Regions from separate parts of the Mus musculus genome. Here region 1 is linked to region 2. Evidence: chromatin contacts called from public HiChIP or PLAC-seq data. All regions are on one chromosome and are shown on one strand. The core of a region is the stretch at or near the end of the contact, and the rest is flanking DNA. Distances in the headings are between cores, read along the strand shown. Region 1 holds the start of Llgl2 (LLGL2 scribble cell polarity complex component). Region 2 holds the start of Slc9a3r1 (solute carrier family 9 (sodium/hydrogen exchanger), member 3 regulator 1).

Region 1 (7,425 bases), core at 4,509-7,008, 660 kb before region 2:
AAGGGCAGATAGTCAGGACTCAGGGCAGCTCATTGGAGCTCAGCTGACCATTTTCCACACAGATCTATGCTTTGTGTGTGGAACCAGCCTGAGAGCCACCTCTGGGCAATGATTTGGTCATTTCCTTTTCTTACCACTATCAGCCCCCAAAATTCCCCTGTCAGGAGAACATTCCTGGGCCCATATAAGTCTGGTCCACCCCTTGACACCTTCCTGGAAAAAAAAAAAGACTTAAAGAAAGACTCCTCCTTTCTCTCTCTCTTATTTTCTGCCCCACCCCCACCCTCTACCCTGGCCTTTCCTAACAGGGAACAGTGAACTGTGGGGAGAGAGCAACTGCACAGGGGTGACCCCTGTCTCACGTGGCAGATCTGACCATGCCTGGGTAGGAGGACGTGGAGATCTCCAGGTTAAACAGCTCTGATGGGGTTCCTGAGCTAATCTGTCCCCATGCAAACAAGGTGTAGCCAAGCCGGGCCCATCTGCCCAGGAGCTGTGGGCAGGACAGTCCTCTAGAAGAAAGGTCTTAAATAGCTCAGGCAGTTAACTGATCTGCTGGGAGGTCCTGACACTACTGGGTACTGCTGGGTTAGCCTAAGGGACAGGAGGTGCTGGAGCCATGCCCAGCAACAGTCCTGCTCTCTAGGAGCACAACTGTGGGATTCAAGCTCGCCTCACCTGTCCCCTGTGCTTGGGCTTCCCACAACATGTCACTGATCTATCGGACACCCTCCCACCCCCACCCTGCCCCAGCCCAACATCCTGTGTGAGGCCAGTGCTGGTGTGGCTTTAGTCTCCTGAGTGGCGGATGTGAGACCACCCCTGCACCACCCACGGCTAGAGCGAGCGGCAGGGCAGGGCCCTAAGACACCATAGCAGCTGCTATTGTCTGTGTCAACTCTGATGCCCATGGCTACTTTGCAGAGGCCCCTGAAAGGTCTGCAAGCCCCAAACGGTGGGAGCCCAAGTCCCAGTCCTCTGATGCTAGACTCATCTGCTCACTTTCAGCTACTCAGAATGTTCGAGCAGTGCCCGGGAAGGGGCCCCCCGAAAGCGTGGGAAGCCTAAACACAAAATCTCCCAGATGTTCACTTAACCCTCTTCTGCCATCTAAAACCAGGCTCCCCAGAAATGCAGTAAAGTGTGCCAGAGACAGCTAGGCAGCTTGACTGAGTTACCTGGTCCTAGGCCAACCTCATCCTAGGGTCTCCTACCAGTCCTTAAACACGAACTGTTGTCCCCAGCAGTTAGTGACCAGGAAGAGGGGATCATGCCAGTCTCATCCAGTTGTATCCCCGGGGCCACACTTTGGGGTACTCCAACTTTACTCTCAGAATTGTCTTGCCTTCTCACGTCTTTAGCTCGAAAGCCGTCCTCTTGGCAAGTCTTAACCTTGTACAGCGGCATCCAGTTCTATCCATTGTGGCACATCCTGCCCTCTTCTTTGGTTCTCCCAACCCTATAGCTGGTGTCATTTGCAAATGCATGATTATTAGCCATATTTATTTCCTGTCCTGCCCATTTGAAAGGAAGAAAATGCCACGACAGAGACCTTGCTTTAAGGCTACCTCCAGTGCCCAGGGCCAAGACACAATGAGAACCTTCCTTTAAATCAATGACTAAGCAAGCAGAGGGACAGTCCAGGGATTAGCTAGGCATGGTCTTCTCTAGTCACTGACCTTAAAGATGCTGAGGTGGAATCTACATGGTCCTATTCTGCTCTCAAGACACAGGCAAAGGCCACTCAGATGTCATATACAGCATCCTCTGAGGTAACTTTGCAGGCCCTGTCACAGACTATGGCTTCGGGATACTCAACTCCTTGACAAGATCCCAGGATAATATTATTAAATATTAATACTATTTACCCTGAGCATACCAAGCCAAGTCCCTCAAGAGAGGGCTCTAGTCTCTTGATGAATTCCTAAAGGGTAGAGTCAGGTACCTCTTGGCTTCCCTGTCCCCACGCCCAAAGGAGCCTCTCCTAGCTCAAGAATTCTTCGTGGTTCCTGGGAAGGGCAAGTGACTCTTCAAGGGACCAGTTTTCTCTGAGTCAGGGCAGACGGAGAAAGCCATCTCAAAGAAACTGGGCACAGCTACGGATCAGAGACTGGCGAGGGCAGGTAGTACAGTGGCTGATGGGCAACACCCATCTCCTCTCCTATCCCCTGCCTAAACTCTACCTGGGCAGAGGAAAACAAAAGTTGCCAAGCAGACCTGGCATGCCCGGGCTCAGGAGGAGGGAGAGAGCAGTATCACTGAGGGAGATAAGAGGGCCTCCCAGAACCAGAGCGGGGCGAGCTGCCAGTGCTGCTCAGAGGAGCCACCTTGCAGAGGCAGAGTCAGCTTCTCCAGCCTCCCGTGGTACCCAGCTCAGGAGTCTCAGCAGCTGCTCCTGGTTGCCTTAGAAAACTAGGAAGCTAGGGCTCCCCACAAGGTCGGAGGGTCTGTCTGTCAGACCTAGTCAGGTTCTTCTCCAGGATACCAAGTGGCTACCAGCCGAAGGCAAAGACTCCAAATTTCCCCTATACTCCTTTTTCTCCCAGGGAAGGCAGGAGTGGGGAGAAAGGGAGAGAGAGATGTTTAATAAGTGTGATTGCGCTTATTTGAGGAAGGGCAGAGCTGTAGAGCAATGTCTCACTCCCCTGCCCTACCCCTAGACGGAGTGTAGAGTGAATGGAGTAAGCCTGGGTGGAGAACAGAAACAGAAGACACAGACAGACAGACAGACAGACACACACACACACACACACAGGGAGAGGGGAAGAGGGAGAGAGGGAGGGAGAGGGAGAGGGAGAGAGTGAGAGTGAGTCTCAATCCTTCACCCCGGCTTTCCCGAGGAATAAGTGAACTTTCAAGTGTCAGGGAAGAGGTGTCAAGTCTAGAAGAGGCAGCACCCCTTCTGTCCTCCCACACCCCAGGCATGGCTTCAGGATAAAATTCTGATCTTCAGCTCCACTGACTTCAAAAGGTCACAAAATCAAGACAGCACTGATTTTGCAAGTCCCCTCAGCCGGCCAGGTGTCTACCTAAAAGGCTTCAATGGGGCTAACTGGGTTTTTCCATGCTTCAAGGAAAATTAACAAATTCTGCCTTGTGGATGCCTGCTGTGCACTAGGTCATCTGAGCTCACGACTTCACATTCTCAGCAACTCTGGGAAACCCAGGCCCAGAGTGGCTAAGTGAGGGGCCTCAGGCTATAGCAAGAACTGGAAGGTAGGATTCATAGTCATCTGATGCCTGGGATGAGTGAGGTACTGTGTGAAGAAAAGACGACAGGCAAAGGAATCCCCTTCTGCCTTGCTTCTCGCTTTCTGAATGTGCGTGTTTCTATAACAATGGATTTCCATTCCCTCGGGTTTTTTTTTTTTTTTTAAAGGGTCTTGGGGCTGGGGAGACGGCTCAACAGTGAAGACCATTTGCAACTTTTCCAGAAGACGTAAGGTCCATTCCCAGCACCCACACCACATAAAGCGCCTGTGGCTCTGATGCCTTTGTGGTCTCGGGAGGCACCAGTACACATGTGCACACATACACAGGAATCTAACATAAAATAAGATCATGAGGCTTGTCCTGTAGGCCTGTTTGGCCCCCCAGTTTGTAGACATCTTCCCACCTCAGTCCTAGGAGTGCTGGGATTACAGGTGTGAGCCACACAGCAAGCTCCCATTGTAATGGACAGGCTCATTTGAGCCTTCCCTTTATTTATTTTTCTCTGATACTGTTGTTTGTTGAAGGTTATTTTATGGCTGGCAAGATGGCTCAGCAGGTAAGGGCACCTGGAGACAAGCCTGATGACCTGAGTTCCAGCCTCAAGGCCAGCATGGTGGACGGACAGCACGCCTCCAACTTGTCCTTTGGTCTACACAAACACACACACCATAACATGTACATTCCACACACATACCTACGCACACACAAAAAATAAAATTTAAATGTAATAAGAGAGACTAAATTTTGTTCTTTTTTTTTTTCCAACACAGGGTTTCTCTGTATAGCATTGGATATCCTGGAACTCATTCTGTAGACCAGGCTGGCCTCGAGCTCAGAGATCTGCCAGCCTCTGCCTCCTGAGTGTTGAGATTAAAGGCGTGTGCCACCACTGTCCGGCTGAGGCTAAATCTTTTAATATGATTAAAATTATACCAGTCTGTCACTGGAGAGGTGCCGCCATTGCCTCAAGGAAGAGTAGAGATGCAAAATATCCTAAGGACCTGGAAATGCTCTCCAGGGAACTGGTCCAAGCCCATCAGAGAACAGAAAGAGCTTGGTTTGAGTCCTGTCAAATATTCTGTGTGAAATGGCTCAAGAAAACTACCTGAGCCAGGTGTCAGCGGCAGCACAGGGGGTTTGGGGGAAGTGGGGGAGGGAGCAGCAGTTTAGCACACCTTTGATTCCAGCACTTGAGAGGCAGAGGCAGGTGGATCTCTGAGTTCAAGGCCAGCCTAGTCTACAGAGTGAGGTCTAGGACAGCCAGGGCTACACAGAAACACCCTGTCTGAATGAATCAACCAACCAATAAACAAACAAACAAATAAATATTTAAAGAGAAAAGAAAATTACCTGACTCATTTGTTGAGACATCTTTTCCTCCACTGTCCTCCTGCCGGTCTTTGCACTGATATACACAGACCCAGGAGATCTCCCAAAGCCGCTCTAACTTGCCTTCTTTTAGGCAGGCCACAGCACAACTCGGTTCTTTCCACAAACATTTCCTTGTTACCCTGACACATCTAGCTCAGAATGGACTTTAACACTGGATCTCTAGAGGTTGCGTCGACATAAGGGTCCCTGTGGGAAAGGACGCGGTATCTAAGCCCCACCCTCCTTACCGGAAGTTCACCTGTTTCAGGTGAAAACCCTCTAAGAGCTACAGCGCGGTTACCCCAGTTATGGCCACTTCCCACAGCTAAGGCCCAGTGTGTCCACCAACCCCCCCCCCCAAACCGAGCAAAAGCATAGCACACTTTCTTTGGCAATTTTTCACTCTTTGCCAAGTTTCACAGTGTAACCCCCACTCATCGGTGTACAAAACAGACTGGGACTCAATACCATCGCCTAAAGGTGTCCAAAGTCGCTCTGGAAATATAAAGGCTCCCCTTTCTACGAGAAAACCAAGTCCCACCCGCGGACTTCCTGAGTCGGAGGATTAGGAGGCACAAGGGCGGGCAGGGAAAGCGCCCAGATGGCAGAGGTAAGAACTAAGCCGCCAAGGTAACGCGCTCCAGACGCCGCTGGCGACGCCGGGTCACAGGAAGCCGGGTCGCCCCGCTCTGCGTCGAGGCGCCTCGCACAAGGGTCTGGGAACGGTGTCTCTGCTCACTGTGTCCCCCGCACCCAGCCACGCCTGACACCTGTTCCCTGCTCCCGAAAGCCAACACGATTGTGCAAACCCGAGTCCCAAGTTTGGTAATCCGGGGGGCGGAACAGGAAAAGACAAGTTCTCAGCGCCACTTTCTACAGGTGTCTTTCTCCGGGACGAGCCAAACGTCGGAGATCTGGGCGAGCAGGGCAGACCTGGGCGCTGCCCTCTCCGACCCGCCTGGAAAACCCAGGGGACTCGTATCCTCCCGAGCCGAGCCGCGCCGCCCCTAGTGGTTCGCACCCCAAAAGGTCCTTTAAAGCCAGGTGGGCTCACCTGCAATCGCGGGCCGGGCCCTGCCCGAGGCCTCGGCGTCCCTCAGCGGCCGTCACCCACCACTCGGGTTCCCTGCTCCGGCCCACGGGCTGCAGGGCGGCCGTCTGCTTCCTGCTCACCTCCGGCGCGGCGAGCGGAGGGAGGCGGAGCCTTCGCGATTTACATACAGGGCGAGCCTGCCGAGCCCTCGCCCCGCCCCGGCCCCGCCTCCTAGGCCGAGCCGACGGGGCAGGAGCGCATCCTGGGAGTCTCCAGAGCGGGGCCGCTCTCCAACCAATCGTGGCCCCAGTAGTGTGGGGCGGGGCAGTAGGGAGAAGCCGCACCTAGCGCAGCATGCCCGACCCCGCCTTCACCTGTGCGCACCTGGTCACAGGACTGCTCACAGCTCTAGGTGTCCCACCGCCTCTGGGAAGAGGAAAGAGTCCCTGGGTGCTTTCCAGGATGGACGCGACTCCATGCAGGCAGCGGACTTGAAAGCACAAGAGCCAAGCGAGAGAGCGTGGGGGCAAGGCTTCACTTCCCTCCCCCGGCTGTCTAGTAAGGGCCACAGCTAGGCGGGATTCTCAAGAGATCTTTCCATTCAAATATAATCACCGGCAGATTCAGGTTTCAGACCCACTAGTAAAGTGGTATGGGAACGAAAACGTAATGGCGAACCCCCAACCGGTTACTTCTTAAAGCTCCCTGACTTCTGTCTTCAGAGGGGCCGCTGGAGCCTGAGGTTCAAGGGGGTTGTCAGCCCCTATAGCCAATAGCTATAGTTTTTAGCACAAACTAGGGGTGAGGGGCTCAGAGTAACAAACTGGGAACTAACCTAACCGTGGGTGGACCCTCAGAGTGGCTTGGGTACAATCCAACCCATTCAGGACTCTCAGCCACCCTCCTACCACCACCCAGCTGTTGGTCCTCAGGGCAGGACCAAGATTGGAATCTTGTCTCATTGGTACTCTTCAGAAGTCCATCAACTCCATGATCACAGCCCTGGGCATGCTCTCCCATGTGCTCTGTGGCCCACCAGGGTTCTCCTCCCCCAAAATGGACAAATCGGGAATGAAGGGAGGGGCCCCTGTAAGTATTGAACCACAGCAGAAAATATATATTTTTTTAATGGCTTTGGCTTTATGGCACGAAGCAAGCACCCCCTTGAATAAAGGCACAGTCCTTTCTCCTAACCCAAGTCCTGGGCCTCTGAAAACAAGTCCTGAGTTCCAAGGGGGGTGGGGGTGGGGGCGTCACTGTCAGGCAGCACTTCCAGGCAGTGGGCTTGAAAGCACAGTGGCCAGGCAAGAGGGTGTGCACGTCCCTACAAACAGAAGACACCTAGGATCACAGACCCCAATGGCCTGGACGGTTCCATCCAGGTGAGTCCTATATGAGAGACAGCTGGCACGGCCCCTGAGAGCAGTCCAGGCCCCCCCAGAGCAAGCCATCCCCAGAGCTGTATTCAGTGGCCCAGATCCCTGGGCAGTGTGAAGTCTCTGAAGCTGTAGAAGGAGATGTCACCGTGGTCCACTAGAGCAAAGATCAGGGGAACATCCCCACTCTGGTAGGTCAAGCACTTGAGGCTGCAGAGGTCTGGGACAGGGTCATCAAACCTATGGGAATAAAGATCAGGCTGAGGCCTAGTCATAGCCCACCCATGGCCTTCCAGGGCAGCAAGGCTGTAAGGCAAAAGTTAGGGATACAACAATACTGGCCTCTGGGCTCTGCCTTCTGCAAACTCCATGGCTTGGATGAGTGCTTCAGGAGAGCCCAGAGTAGAGGGATAGGAGGTGTGGGTTCTTAAC
Region 2 (7,160 bases), core at 2,722-5,221:
CAGAATCCCACTCTGTCCCCAGTCTCTGGCTTGAACTGGCAATCCTCCTGCCTTTACCTCCCATGTGCTGGGTTTATAGGCCTGAGCCACCACACCCAGCTCATCACATAAACACTAAACAACAGTGATCTTTGAGCGCTTCTGAGGGCTGGGCTTGGCCAGCTGTACCTGCCGAGGTAGGGAGAAATCATCACTGTGAACTATTTATTACTTCAAATGCCAACAATCAACATTTACTGAGCACTTACTTAGTGCCAGGTATTGAGTGACTTACACACACATCCTTATGTAATCCTAATAACCTCATGAGGTCACCACCATCATCCCCAACTTACACAATAGGAAACAGAGGCTTAGGGAGATGAAGAAACTGGGCTCCAGGAAGGCCAGCCAGGACAGCTGAGCTGGCTCAGGAGGGCTGCCCAGGGCCCACTTTGGACAAGCTCAAGGATTTAGGCCTTGTTCCATGTCTGGCACTGAGCAGGGAAAAACAATAAGAAGGCAGGTGAAGGGCTGGCGAGATAGCATAGATGACAAAGCTCTTGCTTGCAAGCATGAGGACCTGAGTTCAATCCCCAGACCAACCCCTTCACCAAAAACAAAAAAACAACCAACCAAACAAACAACAATAAAACAAACAAACAAAAACAAAAAGACACCCCACAGAGGAGTTTTAGGTTTATAATCCTAGCCCTGGGAAAGTGGAGGCAGGAGAATCTCTAAGGCTTACTGCCCAACCAGCTTAGCCGGATTTGTAAATTCCAGCCTGGTGCACCTTTACTTCCAGCACTCAGGAGGTAGAGGCAGAAGGCTCTTCTGTGAGTTCAAGACCAGCCTGATCTACATAATTTCAAGCCAGCCCAAGGTGGCATAGTGAGCTCTGGTCTCAAAACAAACCCACTACCCCTACAAAGCTCAAAGTCCCAGGTCTTAGTGAGGGATACTGTTTTTAGGAACAAGGTGGAGGCTCAAGATGACAGAGCATGCCCGTGACCCCAGCATTTGGGATGCAAAGGCAAGAGAACTTCTGTGAGTTGAGGACAACCTGGTCTACAGAGCAGCCAGAGGGCCACAATCAAACCCTGTTTCAGAGAAGAAACCTCTGTCTACCTCCTGGGCCTCAGCGGGCTCCCAGGGATGGCCACCAGTGTTCCAGGCTCCTGTCATCACCAGCCTTGCTTCCTCCTGGCCCACCATGACCAGCCAGTCTCTACAACAGCCTTCTCCTGCTCACACCTTTGAGATTAACAGAGCAGTTCCCACTCCGCAAACAAATACAGGCTGAACTGTCAGATCTCAGCTGGGTGCCTCATATTTAGAGGAAAGGGATTCCTTGGTGTTTGTTGGCACATTTTGCAATATTGGATGGGGTGTGGGAAAATGTTGCAGGCAAGGCCTCATATCATATGGCGACTCTATAGTAGAGAGAGACACTTAGGGGAACAAAGCTGAAGGGACTGGGGTTTTCATGGGCAACAGTGAACTAACGGGCCACAAGTGCTCCTTATTGTTTCCGTAACTACTGAGAAGACAGGCCACGCTGCCACTGCTCCTGTTTTAGAGATGGGGAAAATCAAATTCTGAAAATGATTGGCATGCCCCATGATGGTTCTAGACTCTCCTGGCCTGAGGGAGGATCTACACAAATTTAGGTGTCCCACTACCACCTAGGGATGCTGATTCTTTGTCCTCTCAGGAAGACAGATCTGCCAGCAGGCAGCCACAGACTTTTTAGATACAAAACATTCTGATACAGAGCCTTCCGCAGCAGCCTCGCCACTGCCCTCCAGCACCCAACAGTACAACCAGAGAGTGCAACTTGGTGTGTATGTGGAGTGAGGGGAGGCTGCTGGCTATCTGTGCTGGTGCTAAAGTCCAAAGGAAAGAATGGGAGGCGGGGGCGGGAGCGGAGGGGGTGGTGGTGGAAGGGTGGGGATGGGGGTGGGGGATGAATGGTGAATCAATGGACAGGGCACAAAGTTCAAATTGGGTTTGTGCCTAAGAGCAGAGGTCACCTGTTCCAACTTGCTGCCAGGGGCTCTACTACTGCTTACCGATGCCAATTTGGCACTGGCAGGAAGTGGGAACTTGGTGGCCCTGGCATTCCCAGAGTCAAACTCTGGCAGAACCGGGCTTCTGGTGACCTCACTTCCACCAAACCAGTTGGTACTCTCAGGCTCCGCCTTCAACCTTACGGGGCTGAACAGTGCCCTTTCCCTGTGGAGGGAGGATCTTCCTGGCTCCATGGATACCGCTGATCTACATGTGGCGGCGGTATCGATCAGGAAGAGAGAGCCAGTGCGTACTGAAGGGACCCTGCTCCCAGGGTCTGAGCCCTGAACCTGGCCTCCTTCCCTCCTTGTTTTCTAAGGGACAGGGAGGCTCTCAGCACAACTCCTGTTTTGCCAACTGCCCCTCCAGCAGCTGATCCAAACTGGGGTTGTTTGGGGGAAATACCAACCACTGGCAAAACCCAACCAGCCGGCTTACAATCGCTGGACAGAGAAGAGGAGACACCAGGGCGGGACCACCTGCGAGGGTCGGCTCTGCAGGACGCTGCCTGGCCTGTTCCTGCTCCCTCCCCCACCCATCTTTCTCCTTTTCCTCCTCTTCTAAGGTCCTCCCACCAGGCTCCCAGATACCAGCTAGCGAGCGCTTACTCCTCACATTCCAGAGGACCATAAATCCTCCGGGGTGGCAGAGCCACCACCCCCAAGACGCTTCTGCACCTCCTCCCGGCACCCCACCCCCACCCCTAGCTCCGAGACGTTGAGACTTCCTCTCTTTCTTAGAAGTCACTTTAGTCTTGAGAAGGATGAAGTCCAACCGGTGTGAGTTAATGATGCACAAACTAGAGGACCCAGGATGTGGGTAGGGCTGAAGGGGTCCTCCCAGGGACCCTTAGTTATTCAGCCTTTAAGCCACTTTGAGCTACCATCCACAGGGACTGAAGAGAAGAGAGTAGAAAGAGGGAGGGAGGGAGGGAGATGCGGGGGGTGGTGGGGAGAGCTCTTAGCTTAGCTGTAGGCAAGGATAACCCAGGAATGAGTCCGGGTTGTGGGGCGGAATCCAAGGAATGGGAGCAGAGAAGGGGACTGGGTTTCTTTGCGCCGTCTTCGCAAAGTTCAAGCAGTCAGGAGATGCAGGCGGCAAAGGAGCTCCGCTCCCCAGCCAGCCCGGACAGGGCGGTGGGGTCGCTGGTCGCACTCCGAAGCTCGCCTTAGAAACTGCGAAGGCTCCGGGACAGAGGGCAGAAGCCGTTTCCTCCTCGCTGCTCGAGTTTCAGAAAGTGCTTGGAAGTCCGGGGTGCCCGAGTCTCTCTAGAATCCTAGTCCTACACCAAGCCCAACCCGCACTTACCAAGTGGCTCTTTTCGGCCTCATTCTGGTCCCCAGCCTCATGAGTGTCGGCGGCCGCTGGAGGCTCGGCTTGTTCGGACTTCTCCTGGGGGCGCAGCAGCTCTTCCCGGATCGAGACGCCCAGCTTCTTGAGACGCTCGTCGGTCTCCGGGTCGACCACCAGCAGGCGCACGGCGTTCAGCGCTGCGCGGATGCGGCTCACCACCTGCTGATGCGTCTCCTTCTCCACATTCTCACCGTTCACCTCCACCAATCGGTCTCCAGCCAACAACCCCGACTTCTCGGCCGGCGAGCCAGGTTCTACCAGACGGATAAACTGGCCCACCTTGCCCTTCTCCCCGTGCAGGTGGAAGCCGTAGCCATTTGGACCCTTCTCCAGGCAGCAGAGCCGGGGCAGAGGCTCCCCGGCCGCTGCGTCCGCGCTCATCTTGTTCTGCGAAGGCTCAGCGCGGGTGCCGTCGGAGGCCGGGGACTCACGACCTTTCTCCCCGAGCCGCAGAGCTCGAGTTGGGAGCTGAGCACCGCACGGGGCACAGGGAACAGGTGTCCCGGGAACCGCGGTTGCGAACGCACAGGAAGGGAGCCGGCCAATCCCCGCCCTGCGCGGCGTCTGAGCGTTCCAGAACCCGCCCCAGCTCCTAAACCCGAGGGCGGGGCCGCGCGGTGGGTGTGGATCACAGTAGACCAATCAGAAATCACGAACCGGGCTCTTGCGCCAGGGTGAACAAATCTAACCAATCAGGAGAGTGGGGCGTGGCCTGCACTCGGCGCGGCACCCCGCAGCGGGAGAAGAAAAGAGAGCCCAGGAAGTGGAAGTGTTTGTTACCAAGTGCGGAGTTGGGCTGATCGGGCGGGGCCGAGGCCGGGGCTGGGGCGGGGTTCCAGGTACTGAGCCCAGAGGCCCCACGGGCTCCGCTCTGGTTTCCACGTTGTGGAGGGGGATTTAGAAGAGCTAGTCTCTGGGTAAAGGATTCTCAACGCTTTAACCGCCTTGAGCCAAAGCCTGTTGCATAGCTTGGCCCGAGAGAGGGGAGCGACAGTTGCTGGGGAAACCACCCCATGCTCCCCCACACTCACTCCTCCCCCTCCCCAGAGCCAACTTAAGAACCGGACGGATGTCTTCTGTAACACAGTAACACTGTAACAGGGTAACTGTAACAGAATAACTCCGGAGTAGAGTTGTTTAAATAACAAAGTTTCTTCTTGTGGAGCCGCCCCTCTATCCCTGGACATGCATATAGACAGAGGTTTGGGCTCTGATCCCTTCTAGAAACTTGTAGGGCTTGGTAGAGACTGAGGCTCCTTGCAGCCCACCTGGAAGACAGGCTGTCTGAGAACAGATAAATGAATAATAAATAAAGGGCTTAGTTTTGGCAGTAGCCTTTAGCCACGGAGAGAGGGCGGGTGAGACAGCTAGGTAGTCAATCTCAGGATTCACTTCAGAGGGAATGGAAGACTGGCTTTGTTCAACAGAAAAATGACTTGGATTGTGAGATAAGCATTCCAGCTCCCTCTTGCCAGCGCAGATGTGGCCACAGAGGCTGGGGGTGGGGGAGGGTAGTCAGTTAAGGGTAAGTTGAACCTATGAGGACGCCAATGGGTGAAGATGGAATGATTCGGACATTGGGTAACAGTTTCCCACAACGTGCCACGTAACAAACTCTCTAACACGATCCTCCTTCTGGGAATAAACAGAGGGGGAAAAACCGGTCAGAGTATATTTTCCAAAATACTGCAATTTAATTCTGGAAAAACAGAAATGCCAGAGGCCCAGAGCTATGTATGTGACTAGAGCTCCAGCAATCAGCTCAGAGCCCCAGAAGAGAACCCGGAGCCCAGGCTCCTCCCTGATCTTCCTATGAGAGGTCACAGAGAGTTTCCTTATCAACCCAAGTTTAGAGTGCTGACTTTGCTCTGGGAGCAAGATTTCTGCCTTGAAAGCAAATATAGTAACCTCAGATATGTGTAATGCATACTTTCTTGGAGCCTCACTCGCTGCCCAACCTATATAGATGTAGTAAAGCTTCCTTTGGTCATGGATCTGCACACCTCCGAGTGTCCTTCCTTCTAAGGGTCAGATCAGAGCTTTGGGAGACACATGGCCTTGGGCCTACAGGGCTTGTTGCCCCTCTCCGTACCCCAGACTTGCTCATACTTCCTTGTTTTGTGCACATAGCATCAGCCCGCCCCCAAATCGACAACTTCCCACCCTCTCAACCCGATTTAGCGGAAGAGGAAAAGATAAAACCATTTTGCCCTAGTATTGGTCTGAAGTTAAAGAGAGAGAGGGAGAGAGAGAGAGAGCGAGCAAGCTGGGGCTTAGTGGGAAAAACTGGCCTATGGCTTTGTTCAGTTCTGCCTCCCACCCATTCCAGGAGCCAACAAGTTCTTTATCTGGCTCTGACCTCTGCCTTAAATATCCGTGGTGCTGTACACCTTGTCTCGGGATTGGGAGGGAGGGGAAGTTTTTTCCAGACTCTGACCTCTGGTTGTCTAGGAACCCAGGTGGAAAGTTGACAAGAGAGGTTCCATGGGAGAGCGGGGCATCCCCTGGGATGTGAGGTCCAGAGATCAGGAAGGAGTGTTTTCAGGTGCCCCACTGCTCGTGTGTGCTGAAGAAAAAGCCCGTGCACGCTTCCAGAAGGAGGGTTGGGAAAGCCAGAGGTAGCCAAGCAGACTCAGTACCTAGTAATTGCTATTCCTCTTAGGACAATCTCCATGTTTATCTTGCCCAAGGCTTTGGGCTAGCTCCCTGCATGAGGGCCCTTATTATCTTTCTGGGAGCTGGGAGAGGAGAAGTCTGGGGTCTCCTTCACCCCCTTAGTGAGGATTGGTGATGGGGTCACAACCAGCTCCCACACCCTAGCAGTGCTTTGGCGCCCCCTGGTGCTATGCTGGTGCAGTAACACTCTTGCTAGGAGAGAGGCCCAGCCTTTTAGAACTTAGTCCCAGAAAGCAAAGGACCACCGAGTCCCGACCTATTTTGGTTTTGGGGGGCATACGGGTACCTTTTGTGTTATTAGTTTATGTATATTAAGATAAAGTATGAGTATTTAATCCTTCCCATGATGCAGGGAAGCTAAAGAACCTAGGGTAATGGCTACTCCCTTGGCAGGGGCTGCCCACTGAGCCCCCAGCTTCTCCTAGTTGGTGTGGCAGTTGGAGTACTGCATCCCCAAGGGTCTCTGGGCCTCCTCTTAGCCCCTAGGGGGTCACACAAAGGAGCAGCAGCTGGAGCGCTTCTTCTGGGACTCCACATAGTCTCGGATCTGGAAGCTGGGCTCATCAGGCTGCCTCCCTGCACGGTATTTCAGTTCCCTGGAATAGGAAGAATGATGGGACTGGGAGTGTAGAGCCTGACATTCCCCTCCCCCACCACTGGCTTTCCAGATCGTCCTCCGTCCCACCTCAGGCTCCCCTTTCCTGCTCAGCTCTTACTTGGCAATTGCCAGAAAGGCCAACTCCACGTTCATGCCAGTCTTGGCACTGGTCTCCATGAAAGGAACACCATATTCCTGCCCAGGAAGAGAGTATCCTCAGGGCCTGCTTCTGGCCTCCTCTCTCACCATTCACCCAACCCCATTGGCAGTCACTTACCCTGGCCAGTGTCTCTCCATCTTCAGAACGGATCACCCTTTCGCTGCTTACATCGGCCTGTCAAGCCCATGTGTGTCAATCAACTTCTGGGAAGGAAGCATGGATCCCAGAAAGCCTATCTTTTTGCCCCAGGAGCAAGCACTACCTGCCCTCTTCTGGTAGTCTGAGGGACTGCAGGCAGGTGTGATTGGCCTGGAGCCAGGG

What was found. HiChIP or PLAC-seq counts read pairs in DNA pulled down with a chosen protein or histone mark.
Region 1: a contact with region 2 is called in a FOXA1 HiChIP or PLAC-seq map of pancreatic cancer cells. The contact joins the promoter of Llgl2 here to the promoter of Slc9a3r1 in region 2. A contact is called at or near these places in 2 of 484 Hi-C or Micro-C datasets (the G1E-ER4 cell line and embryonic stem cells) and 3 of 115 datasets of contacts at active chromatin or transcription factors (embryonic stem cells, pancreatic cancer cells and pro-B cells).

The regions. Positions count from the first base shown.
Region 1 is chr11:115,822,391-115,829,815 of GRCm38.p6, reverse strand. It overlaps Llgl2 (LLGL2 scribble cell polarity complex component), which reads right to left and starts at 5,758. Exons shown (of 26, transcript NM_145438.2): 1 at 5,639-5,758. Tsen54 (tRNA splicing endonuclease subunit 54) reads right to left here. Exons shown (of 11, transcript NM_029557.1): 11 at 6,714-7,233. The coding sequence ends at 7,083.
Region 2 is chr11:115,160,152-115,167,311 of GRCm38.p6, reverse strand. Slc9a3r1 (solute carrier family 9 (sodium/hydrogen exchanger), member 3 regulator 1) reads right to left here and starts at 3,971. Exons shown (of 6, transcript NM_012030.2): 1 at 3,361-3,971. The coding sequence starts at 3,786. It overlaps Rab37 (RAB37, member RAS oncogene family), which reads right to left. Exons shown (of 9, transcript NM_021411.4): 7 at 6,957-7,013; 8 at 6,798-6,874; 9 at 5,072-6,677. The coding sequence ends at 6,572.